Regions from separate parts of the Mus musculus genome. Here region 2 is linked to region 1. Evidence: chromatin contacts called from public promoter capture Hi-C data. All regions are on one chromosome and are shown on one strand. The core of a region is the stretch at or near the end of the contact, and the rest is flanking DNA. Distances in the headings are between cores, read along the strand shown.

What was found. Capture Hi-C pulls out chosen DNA fragments and counts their contacts.
Region 2: a promoter capture Hi-C map of adipose tissue shows a contact between it and region 1. The contact joins two enhancer-like sites. A contact is called at or near these places in 14 of 484 Hi-C or Micro-C datasets (the 63-12 cell line, B cells, the C2C12 cell line and 10 more), 1 of 115 datasets of contacts at active chromatin or transcription factors (embryonic stem cells) and 3 of 9 other capture datasets (adipose tissue, liver and pancreatic islet).

The regions. Positions count from the first base shown.
Region 1 is chr12:54,956,546-54,962,812 of GRCm38.p6, forward strand. All of the region lies in intron 3 of Baz1a (bromodomain adjacent to zinc finger domain 1A), which reads right to left. Among named protein-coding and RNA genes, the nearest start is that of Gm51983, 12 kb to the right of the region's middle. Within about 2 kb of position 3,231, at least 32 of the 459 cell types and tissues checked have an H3K27ac peak or open chromatin away from gene starts, as enhancers often do. A contact at or near this core is called in adipose tissue, where this site is marked.
Region 2 is chr12:55,051,724-55,058,102 of GRCm38.p6, forward strand. It overlaps 2700097O09Rik (RIKEN cDNA 2700097O09 gene), which reads right to left. Exons shown (of 8, transcript NM_028314.2): 5 at 5,519-5,629; 6 at 1,578-1,684. Among named protein-coding and RNA genes, the nearest start is that of 2700097O09Rik, 25 kb to the right of the region's middle. Within about 2 kb of position 4,403, at least 7 of the 459 cell types and tissues checked have an H3K27ac peak or open chromatin away from gene starts, as enhancers often do. A contact at or near this core is called in adipose tissue, where this site is marked.

The DNA of each region.
Region 1 (6,267 bases), core at 1,981-4,480:
CACTTGCTTTTTTCATAATCCCTCGAGCTCCAACTTCACTTCTAGTATTGAAATCAATCTACACATACAAACCACACACACCACACACACATTAAAAAAGACAAACCATTTCTCAGGTGGCCAGATGTCTACATTGGATAAAATTTCTTCCCCTTTCTGAATTCAACCTTGTATCCCCATGGCATAAGGAAAGAATCTATTCCTGGGAGCTGTCCACTGACCCCATATGTGCGCACACATACACACACACACACACACACACACACACACACACACACACACACACACGCACAATGTGAACATCGAGGCTCGTGCCCATGATCGCATCTCTAGGAAAGCTGAAGCACAAGAAGGGTGAGTTTAATGGCAGCATGAGCTATATACAGATAATCTGTCTCAAAAGGAACTGGACATGATTCATATAATATAGATGAATCTTGAAAACATTATGCTAAATGAAAAGGCCAGGCACCAAATAAAACAAAATATAAGAGTTTATATTAGTTTCTAGAACAAGAAAACTCACAGAGAAAGGAACCAGATGAGTGGATGCCAGGAAGCTAGGGGTGGGGTGGGGGTGGGAGTAGGGGTGGAAGTGGGGTAGTGGAAACCGGTACTGATTGCGACCTCACACAGGTTTCCTTCTGGGTGTTGAAAGTTTTCTAAAATTAGACTGGGTGATGGTTGTACAGCAGTATGTCTTAAAGGCACATTTAACAATGTAACATCTCAGATAGGCTAGTTTTATGAAAAGTAAAATATATATCCAAGCTACTAAAACACTGACAGTTGGGACTAGAGAGATGGGTCAGTGGTTAAGAGCCCTTGCTGTTCTTCTAAAGGATTGGGGTTCAGTTCCTAGCACTCACAGGTCACAACCATCTGTAAAATGGTGCACAGATAGAAATGTAGGCAAAACACTCATAAAATAAATGAAAAATAAATAACAAGAGCCTAGATGCCTAGAGAAAGGCCATGCAGAGAGTCCTCAGTGCACACGGTTCTGAGTTGGTTCCTTTTCCCATCATTGCTTTGCTTTTACACATTGAAGAGGTTTGAACAGGGCTCTCGAGTCACCCTGGATACCCATCGGGTCTGATGTGGAGCCTGACAGCTCGAGCACGAGGCCCTGACCTTGCAGACTCAGGTTTCAGTGTTGCTCCTCAGACCCTCTGCAGGGACCGGGAGGAGCTCTGTGTCCCCACGTTTGCAGATCATCTGCAGATCCGTGGGCAACAGCAAGAGCCAGCGCTGGTGGGATCTCATCCACATTCGTGTGCAGCTCTCAGACAATCAAGGGGAGTCCCGGTAAGAATAGACATATACATCTCTAGCAATGAGCCAATTCCCTGTTCTCTGAAGAAAATGGAAGGTTCATGTTAAAATGTTAGAGACTGTGCTATTCATTTGCATATCTCGTTCAATGAACAAGGCTGTGCATGGGATGGGGTGTGTGTGTGAGTGAGTGTATCTGAATTCACAGGACTATTCATTTGCCAGCTCTTCTCCTGGGGGGGATTATTATATATGGCGGGGAGGAAGAAGCTGGCTCACAGGTTAACAGTGCACACTGCTCTTACGGTAGACCTGAGTTCAGTTCCTAGCACTGACATCAGCGGGCTCACAGGTGCCTGTAACTCAAGCTCCAGTGGAATCTGACATCTCTGTCCTCTACTGACACCCGAATTCATGTACACAAACCCACATGCACATATGGAATTTAAAATAATAACTATAAATCTAAAATCAATCAATCAATCTTTTTAAAGGGCTGGAGAGGTCAGCAGTTAAGAGCATTCACTGCTCTGGCAGAGGACCTGATTGCAATCCCAGCACCCACATCAGGAGGCTCACAGCTGCCTGTATTTCCTGCTCTAAGGAGATCCAACACCTCAGGCATCTAATCCATGTGCACACACGCTCACCCAGATATGCACACATAATTCTTTTAAAAATTCAAAATCATAATCACTGAGCCATCTCAATATTTAAGGGCAGTTGCTGCTCCTGCAGAGGACTAAGGCTCAGTTCCCGGGTCCACATTTCGGCTTCCAATACCACTGCCCATGCACACATAGAGTGCCCACACACACATTCAGCAGTCACGCAAAAAACATAAAAGTGAGTCTTTTAAATGGTTGAAGGATAGAAAATACTTCCTAACTCATTCTAGAAAACCTGAGATAGAATAAATACATGAAGAGTTCTTACAACTGAAAGAAAAATGAACTTTTAAAAAATTAGTAGGTCTGAGTAGACACTTCTCAAAGCTATAAATGGCAAAGAGCATAAAAAGATGCTCTTCTCATCTGTAAAGCACAGAATCAAAACCACAGCAAGTAACAGACCATATCCAGTGAGGTGGCATGTCTCTCAAAAGCAAAATTTTACATTTAACGAGTACTGGTAAGGCTGTAGAGAGATAAGAACTGATGCAGACTGTGGAGAGAATATTTATATCTATCTGTATGGATGTGGCACCTGCCAGTAATAATTCTGATGGTCTATGGCTTAGGCAGGAAGTAGAGATGAGACACCTGGGAGGCAGAAAGGATTCTGGGATAGTGCCAGGCTCGGGAGATTCACCCAGGAAGAAGTGACAAGATGGACCCATGGTACCAGAGCACAGGTAATCAGGCACGTGGCAGAATGTAGATGAGTAAATGGGTTATAATAAGTTATGATCTAGTCAGAGAAGAACCTAGCTATATGGCCAATGTATTTGTAAATATATTTTTGAGTGTGAGTCTTATTTCTGGGAGCATGGGGCTGAGAGGAAGAAGCAAGACCAAACTTCTACAGCAGATGGTATAGAAAACAGCATTTCTATGTCCCCACAAAGTCAAACACAGAATGATCATAGAAACTACCAACTCCACTTAAAAAATTAAAAATTGAAAAAAGAATTTAGATACTTGAACACCAGTGTTTCCAGTAGACAAAGCATGGAATCAACCAAAAAGTCCACTGACAGATAGATAATAAACAAAATGTGGTTATATAAACACAAGAGAATATCCTGACATTAAAAAAATGATATTATAATACATTCTAAATATGAATGGAGCCTGGAAACAGTCAGTGTGATAAGCTACAAAAGGACAAATACTTGAGCTTGCTCACATGCAGTATATAAAACAAGCAAGTTCATCTACAGAAAGTAGAATCAAGGTTACCAGGGGCAGGGGGGAGGGCAGAACGGGAAGTGATTGCCTAAGAGTACAGAGTTTCTGTTTGGAATGATGAAAATGTTCTGGAAACAGTGGTGATAGTTATACAACACCGTGAACACCACTGGATTTCACAATTAACATGATTAAAATGGTAATTTTTTTTTTTTTACACAAAGCATAAAACTGTGCTATTATCCTAGCAGAAAAGCCTGGGGAAAAAATTCAATGAACACACCCACATTGCCAGCAAATAGAAATATCTGCAGGCTGGTTTTCACACTGTCTGACAGATATAAAGCAAAGTTTCTAAATAGGAAAAACTGCAAGAAGCAATATCAAAACTTTTTGGATAGTGGTATAGATCTGGAATTTGGAGACATGAAAGTAATCAGATAGATTTGTTTATTTCCTTCCTTCCTTCTTTCTCTTTTTGACAGGATCTGGCTATTACATTCACTTTCGAAGACTTAAAACTCATATTCAGGCTTCATAATAGTCAGTCTTCAGAGCAATGAAGGAAACTTTTCAGGGAACCTGTGACCAGTAAGTAATACTCTTCCCTAGCAGAGCCCATGCGTTACTGACAATGCTGATGGTGACAGTCAGGAGAGGGAGAATCCTAGCCCACCTAGCACCTAGGTATATTACAGACTGTAAGAGGGAACAGTCTAATCACAACACAGTGTACTGCACTGCAAGAGTGTGAGGTTCTCATCTCCTTAAACCAACAGAAAGAACAATTTCCTGACAGAATTCGGGAGAAGGAAACCAGTACAGTATTGAGATAATGCCTAGAATGTAATACATATTTAATATATCAATTGCATTAGCTATTGTCAATATTGCTATTAGCTATGTACCACACCCAAACCACAGCTATCACTCCTGACTAGGCCTTACTGGGCTCAAAGTCAATTACTCAAAATGCCAAATCAGTATCTAATAGATTTGCACTTCTAGAAATTAGCTTAAATGTCTCTCACATCCACTTGCTACTATTTCTTCATTCCAGAGAATCCAAAGATTATTGAGATACAAAAAAGTTTAAGAGACTCACAAAATAATTATCAGTGGCGATATAGATTTCAAGTCATAATTGTTTTAGAACATGGAAAATTAGCTAACAATCATGACGTAAAAAGTGGCTCCCTAGCACCTCAAGGGCTCCAGCATTGGCTCACGCGAGGGACAAGGGAGAAGCTGATGCAGCTTTACATGAACAGCATTTAGGGGGGAGGGGGCTTAGAGTGACAGAAAATTTCTATGTCCAAACTATATCAATTCCTGTCAATATCCTGCTATTGTTATCATAATTTTGTAAGACATTATCATTGGGAAAAACTTTATTGTCTTACAGCCTCATGTGAAGCAATAATTATCTCAAAACAGTAATTTTAATTGTAAAGTGTTAATAATAAATATAAAAATATTAACTTTGATTACAAGTGTTTATTCCATATATGAGAAATAAATCAGTAAGGGATGAAAATAACTGATATTCTATATGTTACTTTTAGAATAAGCCCAAGTCAAAGGCCAGCCTGGACTACATACATAGTAAGTTGAGGCCAGCCTAGGCAACATAGTAAGACTCTATCTCAAAAAAATAAAAACAGTCTACTAAGAGAGTTCTTGGGAATTGCACCTGCCACCAAGCCTGATAACCTGAGTTTGATCCCAGAATCCACACAGTGGTAGGAGAGAACTAACTCCTACAATTTTCATGTGGGAGGCCTCCCACCCAAATAAGTACATAAATGTAAAAATAAAAGCAACTATCCTGAGTAGTTTTTTAATTAAAATTTATTTTATCAGGCACTGTTAGATGCTTCTAATCCCAGCTACTCCGATACAGAAGGAGTAGTAGGATCGGGAGTTCAATTCTAACCCAGGAAACAAAGCAAGACCTCATTTCATGCACTCCTCTGCCAGGCACTAGCAGTCTGGCCTTATTATAGTTCATCTGTGGTGCTGTGACAAACACCTTGACAGAAAACCAACTGAGGAGAGAGGGGGGCTTATTTTAACTCCCAATTCAGAGTTATTGTTCATTATTTTGGAGAAGGCAAAGGCAGGAACTCAAGCAGCTTGTCATATTACAGGCACAGTCAAGGCCAAAGAGAAAATAAAACACCCTTCCTTGCTCATCTTAGGAATCTTGTCTTAAGAAATCCCTGCCCACAGAATGGTACCACTCGCAATGGACTGGGTCATCCTTTATCAATTAACAACCAGTTCCCAAGCCATGCCTGCAAATCAATATGATATAGGCAACCCTTCACTAAGACTCCTTTCTCAAGCCATACAGCTTTTAATCTCAGAGCACAGGTATCTCTATTGGCGACCAACCTGGTCCACATAGGAAATTTAGGGCTGTCTCAAAACAAGCAAGCAAACTAAAACAATGACACAAAGCAAAAAAAGCAACCAAACAAACAAAACCCAAAATGTCTTCCTTCTAGGGAGAACATTGGTTCTGTCAGCTTGACAATAAAAACTAATCAGCACAAGCATTAAGAGATCAGTTGTAAACCAGAAGGGATGTGGTGGCACACGCCTTTAATCCCAGCACTCAAAAGGCAGAGGCAGGTGGATCACTGTGAGTGCAAGGTCAGTCTGATCTAGAATGAGTTCCAGGACTAACGCCTCTCTTGAAAAATCAACCAAACAAACAAAACAAAACAGATCAGTAGTATATGTTAGCCAGATTAAAGCCTTAAAAAACAAAAACAAACAAAAACGGTGGGTGGGAGCTGGAGAGATGGCTCAGAGATTAAGGTTAGGAGCACTGCGGCTGTTGCAAAGGACCTGGATTCAGTTACCAGCTCCCCATGGTGGTTCTCTTCTAGCTTCTATGGGCAGCAAGCACATGTATACTGACCAGCAGGCAAAACACTCACATGCATAAAATAAACATTTTAATTAGGATGTTGCTAGAAGTCTCCCTGCTGCATTCCTGTCTAATAAGCCCCTTCCCCCATCTATACCCCTAACCCACGCCCTGTGTGTGTGTGTGTGTGTGTGTGTGTGAGAGAGAGAGAGAGAGAGAGAGAGAGAGAGAGAGAGAGAGAGAGATCTTTAAACTTTGAATCAA
Region 2 (6,379 bases), core at 3,153-5,652, 96 kb after region 1:
ATTCACCAACAGCTTTCAACATTTTTTCAGCATTTGAAATCTATAAATCTCCAAAGTGTTTAACATTATTTTTCTCTCAGTGCCTCATTAGTATACCAGTGACGATATACTCGTCAACAATTATATGTTTTTCTTATCTGCAAGTAAGTTTAAAAGTAAAAAAGCTGCTGATGTGGTGATAAATGCCTGTCCTGTCAGCATCAGGAGGCAGAGGCAAGAGGAATTCAAGTTCAAGGCCAGTGTGGGCTGCACAGAGAAGTGATCAGACAGTTGCTACCTTCTCCACCAGCTGGAGAGTGAGATAACTCCAGGAACCTGTTAGAGGGTCCTTCCTCAGGGACACTGTTAGAGGATGTAGCTTAGAGATAGAGCACCTGCCTAGCATGTACCAGGCCGTGGGCAAAGCAAAAAAGCAAACACAGAATTAGCTAGTTTTGAAGGTTAATATTCTCATCCTCTCTGTTAAGCCTTGGTTACTCCATACTGTTTTATGATCGGTGTGATGGCTAGTGTTAACGGTCAATTTGACAGAATCTGAAACAGCTGAGAAGAGGGGCTAGGGGCTAGCTGTTAGGGTGTTATTTTGGTCAGATTAACTGAAGAGACTGGGCTAATTAGCATGCATTTACTCTCTGCTTCCCATTCCTGAGTGTGGATCCACTACCCATCATCAGACAAAAGGCACTGAGCACCCAAATAGCCTTTCTCCCTTACCTTGCCTTTGTCAGGCTTTACCACAGCATCAGGAGAGGAAACTAAGACAAGAGATTAGCACAATGACAGCAAAGAACAGTACCAAACCCCTGGGAGCTATTTAACTGTACCCTAAGTGGATGTGGGAGTCATGCTACCATTTTAGATCCACCCAAAAGTCCATATTACAGGGCGCGCTGAGATGGCTCAGAGGGTGGTTTACATAAAGCCCGATGACCCAAGTTTGATACCCAGAACACATATGGTGGACAGAAGTGACTTTTTTCTTTTGTTTTTTCGAGACAGGGTTTCTCTGTGTAGCCCTGGCTGTCCTGGAACTCACTTTGTAGACCAGGCTGGCCTCGAACTCAGAAATCCGCCTGCCTCTGCCTCCCAAGTGCTGGATTAAAGGCGTGCGTCACCATGCCTGGCTCAGAAGAGACTCTTACACATTTCTTCTACACACCCACTCTGATGAGCACAAATAGATACATGTAAACTTAAAAAATTTAATACATTTTACAAAATCAAGTGTCAAAATTTTGCATTTAATCTGTTTCCTTATTAAAATAAGTTGATATCATGTACAAATGTGCCAAAGAAAAAATAAAAATATTAATAAAATCAAGTTGAGCACTGGATGGTAGTGACAGGCTTAAGTTTGAGGCCAGCCTGGTCTACAGAGTGAGTTCTAGGACAGCCAGGGCTACACAGAGAAACCCTGTTTTAAACAAACGAAAACAAAAAACAAAAACAACAAAAAACCAAGTTGAGTTTGTCATTTTAAAATTAGCATGAAAACATTTCTACCTTATACCAATCTTTTTTCATACCTTGCTGGATATATTTTAATAACAGTTTTCTTGCTTCAGTAAATAACCTACCTGGCCTGTTGAGCCTCAGTAAGAAAATATTCGAAGACATTATTCATTACAATGACATCAGCAGTTTGCAGAAGGGAACTCTGGGTACAGATGTCTGCATGAAGCACCTAAAGAACGAGTATAGCATGTAAGATGTAAGAGGACGACGAGAACAGCAGAGCGAGCACGCAGCCACACAGGAGATGCCTGCTGGCCTGCGATGCTGTGAGGACCACAGAGATACTTGTTATCTAGTAAAACCCAGAAGCTTGCAGAGAAGATTTGCTTTAAATGGAATTATTTGTTTTGTTATAATTGTGTCCCCCACTTGCTGGTTATTAATTTTTAATGGAGTTTAGAGATTTTTTTCCATTATAATTACATTGTTAGGTTTAAGAGTCAAAAGATCCAGGTTTCAATTATGGCTCTGTCCAACTAGATTTGTACTCTTGGGTAGTTAATTTCTTTTTTTATAGTGGTTATCAGTCCTGATGATACAATATAAAAATTATGGCTCAACGGTTAAGAGCATTTACTGCTCTTACAGAGAAATGGGGTTTGGCTCCCAGCACCCACAAGGCAGCTAACAGCTGTCTATAACTCCAGTTCCAGGGGATCCAATGCCCTCTTCTTAACTCAGCTGGCACCAGGCACATATGTGATACACACACATCCATGGCAGGCAAAACACTCAAAACACATAAAATAAAATATAATCTTAAAAAACACCCACACCTCTCAAAATCCTTTAGAGTAAATTATAAACTGTCAAATCTTTCAAATATTAATATGTCTTATGCTAACTTGATTCTAACACTCACCTGAATGTTATTACCTGCTGAAAACGTAAGCAAAACAATTGATTTAAACCCTACATAGGGCTGAAGAGCTGGCTCAGCACTTAAGAGCACTGAGGTCTTCCAGAGGACACAGGTTCAATTACCAGCACCCACAGGGCAGCTTACGACCTTCTGTAACTCCAGTCTCAGGGGAACCAATGCCCTCCTCCGATTTCTGTGGTCTCTAGGCACCACATATGGTGCAGACATATGAGCAGGCAAAACACACACATAAAATAAAATAAATAAATCTTAAAAAAAACCTATATAACTCAAAAATGTGACATAACCATAATTAAGGCTTCGAAGACCACAGGGACAATAGCAAGAAAATACACTTATTTGATCAGGAGTAAAAAAATAGATTTTACTTTGAAACAGAAAAAATGTTTATGAGTTATTTTCAAATAAATACTCAAGCATTACAAATATGTAATATGCAAGGTGTTATATGGTCTGGTTTTAAGAAACATTCTTTCTTTTAAATAATAAACATTCTACACTTAAAAGAAATTCACTTGGCCTAGAACCTTTAAAGACAGTTTTGACACAATCATCAATAAAAAGAAAGACAGCTGGGCCAGAGAGACAGCTCAGAGGCTAAGTCCGGCTCTTGTCACTAACAACCCAGTTAATAATTGCAGACATTATAAACATGCAGCCTAGCTATGCAACAGATATGTGAACTAGTCAGTAGTTTTATCTTCATTCTTCTTTTTTCTTTCCCATCTGTCTTCATATTTTTCTTCCTGTATTTCTACTACACAGACTGGGGAAAGAAGAATCTGAAGGCTCAGTTAATCAAGGCAGCCAACACAAATCTCTCAGGGTTCCAGGGCGGCCTCTGGACTGATGGCAGTACAGAAGTCATAAAACAATCACACTCAAGCAAAATGTAGGGGTACCTCTTTTCTATGCAAGATACTGTAGAGGGAGACAAACCAGGTTAAAAGAGATACAGTATCTGTGCTCAAATGTGTGACACTGGAGTAATGTGACAAACACTCCAAAACAACTGTCCTAACTCCCCAGTGCTATCAGAGGAGTGAGCAGAGAGCAAGGATAGGAAGAGGGAAAGCCCAGTGCCAGCCTGGAGGAGAGGGATGGGAGGGAGGCTGGGAGACAGGACAGCAGAGCAAACACACAGGCAACACACACACACACACACACACACACACACACACGAAATTGAAAAAACAAACAAACAAACAAACAAACAAATGCAAAGAATTCGCCTGAAAGGGAAGATAGGTTTCAACATATACTATTTAAAATAACTACAGAAACCGTGTTTGTTGATTTTAAGAGCCTTCAATCCAGTATTTATCTACAACTTCGGGGGAGGGGGTGTAGCCATAGGGTGGTATAAAAAGGCCCTGAGCTTGAGGCCACACTGGAGAAAAAAAAAACAAACAAACAAACCAAGTTTCTCACCAAAAAGTTACTGAAGGTAGCCATGAAGTTACATGTCAGAAAAAAATTACATGGGTGTGTACTGAAATAATTTATTTTGAAAAGTAATAAAAGAATTCATAAAAATATAAATAAACATTTTATACATCTTTATCATATTAAAAAACAGAAGCAAGCACTTTATTATTATTCTTTATTAAGTATGATTCTTCAGAGGTCTTAATTTTTGTTTTTGTTTTTTGAGACAGTTTCTCTGTATAACCCTGGTTGTCCTAGAACTTGTTCTGTAGTCCAGGTTGGCCTTGAACTCACAGACATCCACTTGCCTCTGCTTCTGAGTTGGAGTCATAGACAGTTAGTTGTTGCTGTGTGTGTGCTGGGAATTGAACCTGAGTCCTTTGCAATGCTCTTAACTGCTGAGCTATCTCTCCCGCTCCCAATGAGTTCTTAATTTTTAAATCTCAATCTTCAACTTAATAGAAATTCCTATTAAGTATGTGATTATTACATAAGAGCAGTTTGAGGCCAGTCTGGTGCACACAGTGAGTTCCATGCCAGCTAGGCTAAAGAAAAGAAAACCCATGAATTTTGTTTGTAGTTCTAGGGCCTGAATCCAGTATGTTGGGCATGGCAGAAAAGTATCCTACCACCAGCCTTACCCCGACCCCATAAACTTATTACCAGATAATGTATTTATGCTGATCACTTATCTCTACTTTTTTTTTTTTTTTTTTTTTTTTTTTTGAGACAGGATTTCTCTGTGTAGCCCTGGGTTCTGGAACCCACTCTATAGACCAGGCTGGCCTTGAACTCAGAAATCCGCCTGCCTCTGCCTCCCAAGTGCTGGGATTAAAGGCATGTGCCACCACTGCCTGGCTTATCTCTACATTTCTAAAATGAGGGTGGGGAAAAGAAACACTGTGGGAATATAAAATAACCTTTATCAGAAAGATGAAGTTTTCATCCTTCAACTTTTAAAACATTTCCATGTCCGTGTGCCTGCTTGTTTGTCTGCACACCATGTGCAGGTGCCTGTGGGGACCAGAAGAGCATGCTGGATCAGCTCAGGAGCAGCTGATCTTACAAGCACTGTGAACACTGGATGTGGGCTCTGGGAGCCCTACCTGGGCCAGCTGTGAGAGCAGCAGACCCTCTTACCTGCTGCTGAGCATCTCTCCAGCCCCCTGACCTTTAACTCACTGAGTTTTTCCAATGTTATGCTGTCCTTAACATCAGAGATTGCTAATATTTTCTGCATTGCCATGAGGAACATAGAAGGATCTTAGTGCAATTTCAAGGATCACTGCATTAGAAAACAGAACCCTCCAAAAAACCAAAACCCCAAATCTTTTATCTTGTTACTTTTTTTTACAGAAGAAAGGGGAACCCTGTTCTAGCCTAAGAGAAGCATCTTTCCCTAATGACCACTATCCTGTGACATTTACAACAGCTCCTAGTTGACAAGATAAGCAACCATGAGGGGTGCAAGCCCTTCAATTTCCAGTTTAATAAAATACACTGGCAGCCAGCCTTGGAGAGTTATTTACAGTTCCGTTACCCAAACCGTCTGACAGGAAGAAAACAGAGGAAACACTCACTAGTAAGAGAGCCGGTCAACTCAGTGCATTCCCACACAGTAGCCGTACTGTGAGAATACAGAAGCAGTTAGGAAAGAGTCATAGAAGTAATAAAAAAATATGGTAAAGGTACCTTTATTCTGTCACCGAACTGGTATTTCTTTATGATCATTTCCTGCAACTGGCAAAATTGTCCATTCAGCTCTACCCCACAGAGCTGCACTGCTGAGCTGTAAAGGTAACCCTGAAATGGGAAGACACGGCCTGTCACAAAATAGTCAGCTCCTAAGTACAGGCTTATGTCTGCCTGAGCTGTAAAAACCAAACTGTTCTAAAACTCACAGAGTTCAGAACTTCTCCCATCAGGGATTTGATTGAAGTTATTAATCCTTATTAGCTATATTTTTAAAGACTGGTTTGTAAAGTTTCCTGATAAACTGGGCATTTGGCAAGCGTGGGAACAATGAAAATGAGCCCATTCCCAAGCTTTGTGGGTCTCGTCAGCCTGCAGAACCTCTGCGGAGGGAAGTTACGTCCAGGAGTCAATCTGTAAGGAATGCAGTCACAGCCACACACCATTTGGAAGGAAGGCAACCAGCCCAATCAGTTAACAAGAACAAGGGGAACTGCTGGAAACTGCCATGGTTCTGTCAGAGAGTAACAAAAGATAACCTGGAAGAAAAAGTCAGCTAATTTTGCCAGGTAACCTTCTGTTTAAGGGTTTGTTTGTTTGAGACAGAATTCATGCAGCACAGATTGGCTCTGGACTTATCTTCTGGATGCTAAGATTAGAGATATGTACCACCATGGCTGGCTCCTGCAGATGACTGCCTACCAACACATGCAAAAACCAAGGTTGAATCTATAGCTTTAGCACACATATTTATAATATTTATTTCTAACATGTTTCAAAGTGCATATGTCAATATTAAGGAATTTAGTATAGATTCAGCGATCTACTGTAGGAAAAAAATCAATATATTCACATTATCAA